Regions from separate parts of the Sus scrofa genome. Here region 1 is linked to region 2. The links are chromatin contacts, called in public Hi-C maps. All regions are on one chromosome and are shown on one strand. Each heading gives the region's core, a stretch centred on a gene start, on an enhancer-like site or on the middle of the called end of the contact. The rest is flanking DNA. Distances are from core to core; before and after follow the strand shown. Region 1 has its middle 280 kb from the start of MGAT4C. Region 2 has its middle 350 kb from the start of MGAT4C.

The links. Hi-C and Micro-C count contacts between places; a contact is called where the count stands out from the background.
Region 1: a contact with region 2 is called in a Hi-C map of heart right ventricle, with 5 times the contacts expected there. The contact joins two enhancer-like sites. A contact is called at or near these places in 2 of 47 Hi-C or Micro-C datasets (epiblast stem cells and heart right ventricle).

Annotation. Positions count from the first base shown.
Region 1 is chr5:95,179,469-95,186,458 of Sscrofa11.1, reverse strand. No RefSeq gene overlaps it. Among named protein-coding and RNA genes, the nearest start is that of MGAT4C, 280 kb to the left of the region's middle. Within about 2 kb of position 4,483, at least 2 of the 83 cell types and tissues checked have an H3K27ac peak or open chromatin away from gene starts, as enhancers often do.
Region 2 is chr5:95,106,268-95,112,661 of Sscrofa11.1, reverse strand. No RefSeq gene overlaps it. Among named protein-coding and RNA genes, the nearest start is that of MGAT4C, 350 kb to the left of the region's middle. Within about 2 kb of position 4,126, at least 2 of the 83 cell types and tissues checked have an H3K27ac peak or open chromatin away from gene starts, as enhancers often do.

The DNA.
Region 1 (6,990 bases), core at 3,234-5,733, 73 kb before region 2:
TATCTCCATAGTAATTATTACTAGTCAACATTTATGAAGTGCTTATTTTGCGCTATGTCAGTGTATTTACTCATTAGCCTTTGATATCTACATCAGCTTAGTTTTACGTTGAACCATGTCAATTTTTTTGACTATCATTTTTATTGTTTTTACCAAAATTTTAGTCTTATTTTATAAATCATCTGAGGCAACATCAAATAAAAAAGAAAGTTGTTGAAACTTTTTATGCTGTACATGACATCCAAAGAAAAATTAAAGGTAAAATGTAGCACTCAATGTTTTTAATAATAGCAATCAATGCAGTGACTAATAATTATAGTCAAAAAGTTAATAGAGATGATACATTTTCTTCGTTAAACATTTATGTAAGTTCTGTGTGCTTTTATCACTGTGAAAATATGCATCTTAGAAGAAAAATATTAAATAGTAGAGGCAATTTATCTAGCACTACTCTATAAAAAATGATGTGTGAGACTTCAAAAGAAATAAAATTCAATATGCAAGAATTAATGTCTTTTCTGGGAGGTCTTTCTGACCTACAGCTTCAAATGTTGTAGACTGTATCTCATGTTATGCATCATAATATGAAATCATAAACTTGAATTAGAAAATTGTTCTAAATTAAATTCTTTTATATGCTTTGGAAAAATATTACTTAAAAAACAATACATTTTACTCATTTTAATTGTATTTTGAAAAAAATATTAACAGGAACACACAATATTTAAAGGTGGAGAAGGAATATAGGTAAATAATATATAAAAATGAAAATAAAAACTAGCTGATATAAAGAGAAAAGAGACCTTCAATAGGTTACTTTAGAAGGACAGGAAATAAAAAGGAAGAAATTACTGAGTTGAGCAGGAAAAGAAAGGAAGCAGAAAAACAACAGCTAGATAAATGTTGTGGTCACTCTATGAAGGAAGAAGGACTTCCCTGATTCTCTTGACCACAGCTCTTCTCTCTTGTCCTTCTTGATAACCTTTTCTGTTTTCTATAGGTTAAATGGTGTTTGAAAGGCAGTCATTTAGCCCATCTTCATTTAGGATAGTTAATCAGAAAGTGTCTGTACTCTCCTCCTTTCTTCTAGTCTACTGCCCACCTCTCTTCCTCGAGATTTCTTTGGGATCTGTTTGTCAAGGGAGTAAGATTCCATCTTTGCGGAAAGAATAATGCTTACATTTTAGAGTATCATAATCTTAAAAAGCTAATGCCTATCTTTTTAAGTGCAATATCCTAGTCTAAATTCCCTTTATAACCCATTATAAATAACATAACAATAGGTAATTATAAAATAAAATGTTATATATAACATTATATGTGTATATATGTATATATCACAAAAAATGTATTTAAAATAATGTAGGTATGTAAAATAGTCCATGTATTTGAAATAACAATAGTATCCATGAATCATGAGTAGAAATATTCATTAATATTCACAACATCTTTTTCTCATTTCTCTCCCTCCTACTCTGTCCTCTTCTGCTTTCCAGCTTTAGTAAGAGGATAAAACTAATTTAGGGCACAGCAGTCTTCCAACATTCACTGAACACCTACCAAACATGATGATTTCCTGCTGAGTAAGTTATAAACGGCGATAGGGTATCTGTGTGCTGTTGGCAGTCTACTCCAAGAATGCAGTAACTAAAGACAGTATTTCTATGACCCTTGCCTCTTCTCTTGCTCAGCTTTATAGTGTCCTTGTACCTTCTACTACCTTTGCTTAAAACTAGTGTAGAAGGATCCTTTCTCCTGTATGTTGACTCAAATGTTTGAACAATGCATTCAGGATATAAATGATTATGGGATAATGCACAGTCATTAGCTTTTAAGTTTCAGGGACACTAAAACATATGCAAACTAAGAGAAATCATGGAGAGACAAGAAAAATGAGATATAAAATTTTTTTAGTTTCTGAAAGTTCAAACTACCTAAAAGATTGCTTACACTATTGCTTATAAGATCATACATAGGTATTTCTGTAAAAACAAAGGCTGATTAAATGTGGAATGATTATTCGGTTTCAGCATATGGAGTTGTTTCACTTTTTAATAGTGAATTGTATTCTATTGAAAGAGATTTGAACATTTTATTTTAAACAAATCAGTTGCAGAAATCCTAATCTGGAAATTCTTGAAAACCTACAGTGTTTATAGTTTAATCAGCAACAGTTAACACAGAGTAAAATGAAATAGAGATATATCTAACGATGACTTGAAGTTTTCTGCATTGTGAAGTGAAATGTGACATTGTTCCATGGAAAAGATTGTTACAGGTATTTTAATAACTGATAAGCAGAAAGAATATGTAACCATGCTCTTCTCAACTAATTTATAGCTGCTGGGATGCAATGGGATTAAACCATGAGATCTTGGAAGGGAAGTTTCTCTTTTTACTTCTTCCTTTTAACCTGAGGTGGTTGTTTTTGATTTTGCTAAATCAGAGAGTAGCTAGCCAGCCCAAGCTAAAGATGATAAAAGGGATTTAAGTAGTTTACAATCCTCCAAGATTCAACCCAAGAGAAATCTTAACACAAAAATAATAATCAGGTGAGAGAAATTGAAGTTATTTGCCTTTAAGTCTATGAAGAAACATTAAACCAAGCAAACTTGAAAGTAAACATTACTATAGAATAGAATTTTATGATTACATTCCTTTTCTTCTTACTGTAATATAATGCATCATATTTTAGTATGCCAATAAATTCTTTCAATAAAGATGTATTTTCATTTTACATAGGGTAACAAACTAGAAATTAAAATTGCAGCCTTAGGAACTCTATACTTTCAAGTCCAAAACTGAAAATAACTTATGAATGGAAAATTTCCTAATATGAAGTGTCTCTATTTACTAATGATGCATCTCATATAAAAGAAACTTTGAGGAAGAGACTAACCCATACATATTTTCAGAATTAAATTCACAAACTTTTTTAAAATGGAAAAATACTGATGTAAATACACTCAACTCTAATCAGTATCTCCCTCTTCATACAGTGCTTCCATGAGCCAAAAATGTTTGCAGAGTAAATTAATTTCACGTTTCCATAAATAACTATAATATTCATCATTCACTATTCAATTTGAGGACAGACAATATACCAAAGTGTATCTCAATATTCATATCATCAAAATGAAAGAAATATCATTTTAACTCAAAATCATAAAAAGAAATGTGACAGTTTTCAAGATAAGTTATTCAAAATATTTAGATCATTGAGAAAGTATTGCCTTGATAAGTTGGAATTATTTGCATAATTAATTTCCAATTCTATTTCCTCTTAATATAGATGTTCCTTGAGTAAATACAGGATAGATAACTTTCTGTTTAATTAGCTTAATATCTTCCATTTAAAAATAATATTTAGTGATTTTCCCTATGATTAAAATGTGCATTTATTAGAAAATATCCTACTTCTTACTAGTTTTACACATATTTGTGAAGAGTAAATTACTCTGAAAATAATTTTGGAGAGTATTTTCTTCACTTTGGGGATAAGGCAATATATGAAAAAAAAAATCAATTGCTACCATAAAAACAAGTCTTTTCTGCACTGCCTGTTTAGATCCATTACAAACTTTAATTGAGTAAGTGACTGCTTTTATGAACTACATTTCTGGCCAGCTCCATCTGCTTTCATTTTTCAAACAGCCTGGTGAAGCGAACAGAGATAAGCAGGTAATAAAATATTTGACTGACTCAGTGCCTCTAGGGTACCACCAAAATAAAAGGCATCATGGTGATATTTAACACTAGAGATGAAAATCTAGAATTATTTATTATCTGAAGTTGAACTTTCAGCATTCTCTAGCAAAATTAGAGATTAAATAACATACTTACATGAGATGTGTTTCAGACACCATAATGTAAAAAATAAACCAGAAATTCTGACAATCATTAGCTGAAATGAGAAATTCACGGTCACAGTGCAGGTCCAGATGGTTCGGATGAGTCAAGTCACAGCCAGAATCGGGCAAGTATGATTAAAGCAGTGCAGAGATGACTATAGGTATTGCAAAGATAAATAGTCACCAAATTCAAACAACGCTCCAAACTAGGACACCAGTAACTGTTTTAAGTAAAAAAGATCTTGGGTTTATATTTATTTACTTGACATTGACATGGAGCATTTTTAGTAATGAACCTCTTCATAGGAATAGTTTGTTTCGCTTAATATGTGGAACTCAGGTAATTGTATATTTCTTGCAAAAAAGGATATCATTTTTCACTTCTATGTATCTTTGCAGTTTTACTCTGCTGGTCTGCCAATAAGAGTAAATCTGATAGGCTGGTCATTAAACCTGGAATGGCCTTGTGACTCTCTTGGACCCAATGTGGACTCTAGAAGCTCTCATTGTTCCCAATCGTTTTCCTGGAACACTGCCAAGCCACCACATGAACCTTTCTAGCCTAGCCTCTTGGATAATGGAAGTTTGCCCAGTTGCTCATATTACCTCAGCAATAGCCAAACACCAGGCATGTAAGTGAGACCACATCATACAGTTAACTCAGGCAAACTGCCAACCGATCCAAGGTGCATAAACAACTGATATCTGTGAAGCCTGACCTAGATGGGCAAAGCCACCCGCACGACACATAGACTCATGGGTGATATTAATGATTGTTGTTTCATGGCTTGGGGAACTAGGGCCTACAGGTTGGCCCCTTGTTTTTGCAAATAATTTTTTATTAGAACACAGCCATACCCATTTGTTTGTGCATGTGTATTGCTGCTTTCTCACTATATCAGTAGAGTCAACTAGTTTCAATAGAAATCCTATGACCTAAAAAGCCTAAATAATATCTCTCTGGTCATTTACAGAAAAGATTTACTGAGCCTTCTCTTAAGCCACAATAGTTTGAGGGGAATTATTGTTCAGGCGTAGGTAAACATATATTTAGCTAAATATTTCCAGAAATGTTTGCTTCTATTAAATATGTCATCACACTGTATTTATTTTTTCTAACTTATAAGAATTTATAGACCTTATTAACCAAATATTTAATTATTGAGTATCCAATATAAGCCATCACTGCACCAGGTACTGGTGATATGCAGGTGCTCAGACAAAAATACTTGCCTTAATTCAGCTTCCATTCTAAGGCTTAGTGACCAACTGAACACACACAGGCATGTTATACACATACATACCTACACATATTTAGGAAAATCATCAAGTTAATAATTTCATATTTCAAAAGGCAGAATTATTCCAGATGGTGACAGATGCAATTAAGATACTATGGTGGGAATTAGAGAGGTAGCACAATCACTGTAATTCAAGAAAACGCTTTAGGAGATAAAATATTAAACTCTGTAGCTACCAAGAAGATGGTCTCAAGGAGAAGGAAGGACAAGTTCTGTAGTCTTGGAGTGGGTAAAATTTGATCTGTTCAAACCACAGGAAAAAGACAAGAACAAAGTGAGCAGCACGTGTAATAAATGCTTGAGAACAGAGGTAATGAGTTGGTATGAGGGGTGCTATTACAGACTCCATGAGATTGTGTTGACCAATGAGACACTACTGAGCTCTTAGAATGCAGTTTTTTCAATATATGTTAAGCTAATGTAAAATACACATGATATTTGGAAGACAGAATGAAAAAGTAAATGTTAGTATCTCAAGAACTCTTATGCTGATTATAAGTTGAAATAATATTTCATGTGTAATGGGTTAAATAAAATATATTTAATTTCACCTTTTTATTTTTACTTTTTAAAAAATTATAGCTACTAGAACATGTAAAATTACATGTATGACTCACATACTATTTTTATCAGATTGCTCTAATACAGAGTTTTATAGCCCAGTGTCAGGACTATGCCTTTTACTCTGCATAAGTTAGGTCACCATTGAGAATAGTTTGTAATGAGGCAGTTGTAAAAGCAGGAAGTCCAATCTGGGTGATGTTTCATTAATCTGGGCAGAAAAAATGAACAAGAATCAGAATAGAATGAAGGTAAAAAAATAGAGGTGGTGAGAAGTGTTCAGATTTGTATATATTTTGAAGGTAGAGCCAGTGATTTGGTGATACATTGGAAGTGTGTTGTGAAGGAAAAGAATGGATTTGTAGTTTTATGGTTTGGGTCCAGGCAATTGAAAGAATATGAGTCAATTACTGAGATGAAGAGGGCATGAAGAGGAGCAGGCTTGCTGTAAGGATTCAGGTTGAGGCATAGTAAGGTTCAAAATATTGAGTAAAATTTTGAATACATTATCTGTATTTCAGAAGTAAGACTGAGGCTGGATATTACACTTTGTGACTCATTAGCCTATAAGTGGAATATAAAACTCATAGAATGGATGAGTAAACATAGGGAGAAAAAAGCAATTCCAAAGTAGAGCTGCCATATACTCTTAACTTTTAGTCATCAGAGATGAGGAAAACTCAGCAAATGGGACTGAGACTATCACCCTAGTGAGAAAAGAAGGAAAGCAGAAATTTGTTGGAGGCAAGTAAGGAAACTTTCAAGGAATCAGGAGTGATGGTCTGTGTCAAATATTTCAGATAAAATCTGAAAATTTATTCATGTATTTTTCAGTATACAATTATCAAAGGTTTTTAAGAGCTTTGGTTAATAGTCAGAAATGAAATCAGTTAAAAGGAGAAAGAAGACAAATGTAGACAGTGAACACCAGTATCTTTCTCTAGATGTTTTGCTTTTAGAAAAAAACATCAGCACAGGAGGTGGGCCAAAATGGCAGAGAAGAAAGACCCTGAGCTCACTTCCTTCACAAGCACACCAAAATAACAACAGCGATCAACTATAGATGAAAAACATAAACAAAATAAAACAAAACTGGAACCTATAGGAAAAGATCTTCTACAACTAAAGACACAAAGAAAGAACCACAATGAGAAGGGTAGGAGGGGGAAACTCATGATATAATCAAATCCCATGCCCCCTCAGGTGGGTGACCTACAAACTGGAGAATAATTATATTGTAGAGATTCCCCTACAGGAATCAGGCTCCCAGCCCAGGG
Region 2 (6,394 bases), core at 2,877-5,376:
GCGGAGATAATTTTAAGTAAACGCATTGGCAGACTCCCTGCCGTACCAATGGCCTCCTAGAGACTATGCAGGATTTGTAATGGAGATGGCCGGAGTGTCGCAATTACTCTCCAAGATTCTACTCCTCACTGTGATGACTGCTGAATTATTTTTTTGCTCCTCTGTGGGTCCACGGTAGTAAGTGTTGGTCTATGTCCAAGTCCTTATGCCTCAGAAACTAGAGAGAGAGATGAATTTTTTCCTACTTGGCATTTTACCATCTGCTCTCATGTTTCTTGGCTTAGTCTGTCCATAATGACAAACTTTTCAGTAAGAAAGTGCAGGTTTTGCCTCTTAATCTCAGAATAAGTTCTAGGGACTAGTTCCTGAACATAGTTTATACTATTTATTCAGCAAACAGTGCTGTTTTCATTTCCCTATCACCTACAATATTGTTAGTAAATGTTGCTAAAATGAATTTTTTTTTGCTTAAAAGTTGTATAAGGAGCAACTGTTACATAACAATCATTGTGAAGTATTCATCCCGGAAAGAATACAGATGAAACCTGAATAGCAGTCTAATACCAAGGTGTTTTCAGATTTTCTAGCTCTATCTCCAGAGTATGTGATTGAATTAAAACTTTAAACATTTGTTGATCTGCTCTTTCAAATCATGTATTTATTTATTCTACAAATATGTATCGAGTGTCTCTATATACTAGGCACTATGCTGAGACTGAAAAACTTCATTCTACTTCAACATATTGAGTATAATTTATTAATTATACTATAAGAATAGTGATATTCAGATAGCCTCAGTGATATCTAGGAAGAAGGTGATTATTGGTATCTTGACCTGTTTCTTTACAGCTCTAAAATTTTTGAAGTAACATGAAAAATGAAGAAACCTTGAAGGGTTTTTCTTATGTTTTTTCATTCAAATGGAACAACGTCTTGCATCTTGGACTCAGAAGTCATTTGCTCTTTGTTCATATTAGCATATGCAAGCAAGATTTCGCCTTGCATTAAAGTTGCATCGATGTGCCTTTGTTCTATATAAATGTAATCTTAAGTTTTCAGCTCTTCTTGTTGACATTATGTGATAAACAAGAATGGATTTGGGAAAATACTAGACAAAAGTGTGAAAAGGCACCATAGAATAGATTGCATTTAAGAAATAGAATTTACTTTTTATAGCATTTAATTCAACCCTTGCATCTCTTCTCTTTCCACAGATGAGAAAACCTAGGTTCAAAACGGTGAAGCAATTTACCATAATCGGTGGCAGTCCAAGGTATACAACTCAAGTCACCTAAAGTTAGACCAGTATTTAATTAGACTAAGTGCCGGCTATGGCATTTATGTTTCATATTTTTGGCTGGCTAAAACCTATCCCCTTTCTCCATTCCGTACTTCCTCTGGATTCCCACATCTTCATTTGAAGGTGATTCTTTATTGTATGATCTTCTTAGTAGAGTAATTCTGGTCATTCCCTTTCTACTGCTTCTCATAAGAAAAGCCCAGGACAAAAGCCTATTGTTCCTTTAACTCTTCATGGGCACATTCAGAGAACAGGAATATGATCCAAACTCTGTAAATCATGGAGTTCCTGCTGTGGCCCAGCAGAAATGAAACCAGCTAGTATCTGTGGGGACAAAGATTTGACCCCTGGCTTCGCTCAGTGGGTCAGGGACCCGGCATTGCTGTGAGCTGTGGTGCAGGTTGCAGACCCAGTCTGGATCCCCTGTAGCTGTGGCTGTGGTGTAGGCCAGTGGCTGTAGCTCCGATTAGACCCTAGCCTGGAAACATCCATATGCCATGGGTGCGGCGGTAAAACAAAACAAAACAAAACGAAACAAAACAAAACTCTGTAAATCAGATGCATACTACAAGTATTTGTAGCTTAAGTTACCAATACAAAAATAAAGGCAACTTTTGGTTGTTACATTTAGATAAGCACAATCAATTGTTTCAGATTCCACAGAATACTAACAGCTAGCATTTGGCTTGATGGTTCCTTTGAAAGGACCCACACAAGTGAAGAACCATAATTTATCCTGCCAAACATCAGAATCTCTCTTGTTTTTTATTCATATTCCAAGTATAGAAAACTAGCCTCCCATGGAAACTTCTATATCCTACCCTGTAATTTCCTTCTCTCTTGGTCTCTATTTCTCTCTCTCTCTCCCTGATAGTGCCTGAGTCAAATATGTTTTAAAATACCTCCTTTTTTAATGGTAAAATAAAAACAAATAAAAAAGAGTGTGTGCTTGGTTAGAATGCCCTCAGCAAGAAGTCTCTGCACATTAGAAAAATAGGAATAATGCTGATTCCAAATAATATATTTCCTTGTATTAAAATTACCCATTTTTTCTGACTTATTATAATAAATAATCAAGGAGCATAAATATTATAATAAAGAAAAAATTAATTCATAATTCGAGTTCAGTTTTTTCTTAATTTTTACAAAATCATTGTGAGCATTTGTTAATTTCCCCGTGATGTTGATGTTGTTCTAGGTTCTAGTTACTGTTTTTTTTCCTTTTTAGTCCATAGAAGGTATTTATTTGATATAACAAAATAATGCATTTTGTGTTAGATCCACCCACAAAGGGCAAAAGGAATGAAAAATGTGTACAATGCATAGAGAAAAATAAGATGTTTACCGTGTCACGTAGACAATTATTTATTTGTAAAATAACACTTCTAAAATTACGCACTTACTGAAATCTGTTCAAAAACAAAATGATGTTAACATGACAAAGTACATAAAAGAAAATCAAATTTTGAGGAAATTAGTACACCGGGCCATTTTTATTAACATGTACAGGTGAATGAGATCAGTGGTTCCTAATAAAATTCCAAGTCCTCTCTCTGCCAACATTAAGAAAAATGATGTTAATGCCCCATAGAACCACCGCAGTAAAATTCACTGTGATTCGTCTTAAGAAACAGGATCAGCAGGAATGCCGAGAACCATGTCAAAACCAACTGCGTATCTAGAATTACAGACTACTAATCAAACCGACCAAAGACAATTAAGGATAGAGCAATTGCATAATACTCAGAGAAGATAAAACTGTCTACTATGCTTCACTGCGTGAGGCCCCGCCAATGATTTTAAAATATAAAATTCAGGAGCCCATATGCAGTAATTTATCAATTAGGATTTAGAATAATGAGAGAAGGAGAGCTAGAGAAGTGATAAGTACCTATTTACTTGTTTTATTAGTACATGTGGAAATTGTTCATTCATCTAGACACCATCTGTTCACATTAAGGTCAAGCAACAACCATCGCTTTAAGTTCTGTATTAATATGTGTAACACTTTTGGCTAATTTCCTGTCTCCACTATGACAAAAGAGGTGTCAAAGCTCTTATTCTATCACGAGTCTTTGGGACCCGTTTATTATAAAACAGTATAGATCCCCATGCCTCAGCAGTTCCCAAATACCACTTAATGCTAAAGACACAATTTCTTATGATTGCTTTGTCCATTTTGCTGCCAAAAGTAATGGATTCCAAGGACTCTCAAAGACAGTGACTGCGCTTCATTGATGATAAGCAACAAATGCAAGCCTTACTTGCATGTGGAAAAATATGAATGATAATTTACTTTCTTATTATGTTAAATTTATCATTGGTAATCTTGTAAACAAAAACAATACATCTTCCACACTTATATTCTTGAACATTTTAGGCTACATTCACATCATTCCTAGAATATGATCTCCACTGATGGCTATATCTCTGCCTTCCACATATCACCACTGGCAGGAACGATAGACAAAGCTCTCATGAGCGGAACTGGAAGGGTTGTGACATTTGCTAAAGGATTGTCCCACCTTGTCTGAAATGCTTAAGACCTACCCAGTAGAGCAGGGTTTTATCCCATAACAAGAGAGAAGGGAAGGGTGCACTGGTATTGCGAAGTAAATATCTTAACAAGCTATAGGTAGAGGCACAAACACACAGGAAGACTGCCTGACACGCAGTGTGGAGCCTTGGAGGAGGGGGGGAGACAACTTTGGTGCCAGTTCCTGGCACACAGGGTACAGGAATTCTGCCATCATCTTCATTGCCCAGGGGTGCTATAGATTTGAGGCAGCACACAGTCAAACTACTGATAGGCAAACATCCAAGTTTCTTGGATATTGGCAGTGAAATATACACAGCCAGAGCCCTGACTCATTCTGAGTCCAGTGAGAATGAGAGATCCTAAATCAAGTCATCAGCACCATTCTGGCAGTGAAAAACTATGCTCTAACTAGCTTAATGAGGCTTACTAGGCTTGCTCCTGGAATGAGGGCTCAGTTGCTGAGCCTGTGACACCTCAGAAACACTAGACCTGGAGCTCCTTGGTGTGGTGCTATCAGGTCAACAAAGGCCTCGTGGGAGAGGTAGGGGGAGAAGCGTTGTAGGGAGCGTAGGGTGCCTGATGGGCCAAACTGGCACAGATGTCACACAGGCTCCAACACGTGTTTAAAGTGGGTTTAAAGCATCACGATAAGATGGCACAGGTGACTTGCAGGATTCCTAGAAACTGGATGGGAACTTTGATCATTCCATCAACCATAACTCATTAATGACCAAGTCTGAACTTTACGCAGTCTTTCCTAATGGTACTGAGGGCATGATAAGTCAAATGGAAAAAAATTAAGATACTCCACAGGGGTGGGGGGAGTATAACCCCATAATATGTTGTGGATACCTGTTTTGGTAATTCAAAATCCACATGTACAGATTTTTTTTTTCTGTTTTCCTTCCTCCCTCCCTCACCTTCCTTTCCTCCCTCCTTCCTTCCATCTATCGAGGATGTAAAATCAACTAATCCAACTCTTATCAATGTGCAGATTAGGAGACTGAATGACCGTGTTCACTGAAATAAAACTGCAAGCAGTGAGTGTAGCAGTTTTGAGAAAATAGAAGTTGTAGGTAAAATCAAATTCAGTTAATAACTCCAAATTGACCAGGCAAAGGAATGACCAAGAGGCATTGACCCAGGTAGGGTGGAAGGAGATAGATACTAATTTCTACCTGAGATGAGGAATTGGCTTTGGAAGGATGCAGCAAAATGAAATATTTCATACAGCTTTAATACAAAATATTTCACAGCCAATTGCACACTTCACTTAAAATTAACAGAGAAGTGAAAACAATGAGTTGACAACCCAACAGGGAGGAAGAATGGAAAGACAAAGTACGGCTGCCATTCAGAAATCAAAGTAGAACTGAATCATCAGCCATTTGCAATTCATTATAGGTTTTAGGTTGTTTCAAAGATTAAATGCATTTTCCTTTTTCAGAGAAAGATATGATTAGATGACAGTCTGTGACAATCTGTGAAACTAAATAAGGAAATGTTTCCCAGAGGCTATCTTCTAGAAAGAATGAGTTTAAGATTACATACATAAGAATATATATATATATAGCCTCCAAAAAAAAAAGACTGTGAAATGATGCTTTTAGTATCAAGCTTTGGCCCTCCAATTTCTATAAAAGGAAAAGAAAACAAAATTCTATCAGCGTCTTTGGCATTGACTACATACTGGAAGGTTTCAACAAGTAGATAAGTAGGCTTTCAGCCAGTGTGTTTTTCCAAGTAATTCTCACTAGTCAACACTCAAAATGGAAAAGTATCACACTTAATGCCATTTTTTTCTTTTTAGGGCTCCTCCATATGGCATATGGAGGTTTACAGGTTAGGGGTAGAATCAGAACTATATCCGCTGGCCTATGCCACAGCCACGTCAATGCAGGATCCAAGCCACTCCTGTGACTTACACCACAGCTCATGGCAATGCCTGGTCCCTGACCGACTGAGCGAGGCCAGGGATTGAACTCGTATCCTCAAGGATACTAGTCAGATTTATTTCCACCGTGCCACAGTGGGAACTCTGACACAATGCCATTTTAAGTGGGCTTTAATTCACAAGCAGTTTTAAGTTTCATGACGTCACAAAATTTGCAGGCCTGAATATAGAAATCATTATGTAAATATCTCTTTGTGTGCATACATATATCTGAGTATTTAGTAAAGAATCAGGGTCATAATTAGAATATTCTTAATTAACTATGTCCATTTATAATTTCCTGTACATATATGAAAAGTGAAGTAATAACTGTTCATATATAGACTCCATTGTAGGAAGAACTTGGAAAAAAAATTATACCAGTGATATTAAGTACTTCAAGTAGAAAACCAGTGAAGTTTATTCAATGTAGATTTGTCTTTTCTCAATCAATTTACGCAAATAGATAAAGCTTCTGAAGTTCAATTTTTCAATGGAAAAATATTTGATGTTATATGAATGATCAATTTAAAACATCAGTATTGTAGAGAGACATACACATTTTCCTGTAAGTGAGGAATACGTAGTTCAGGGGACTTATTTTCATGGAACTTTTTTTTTA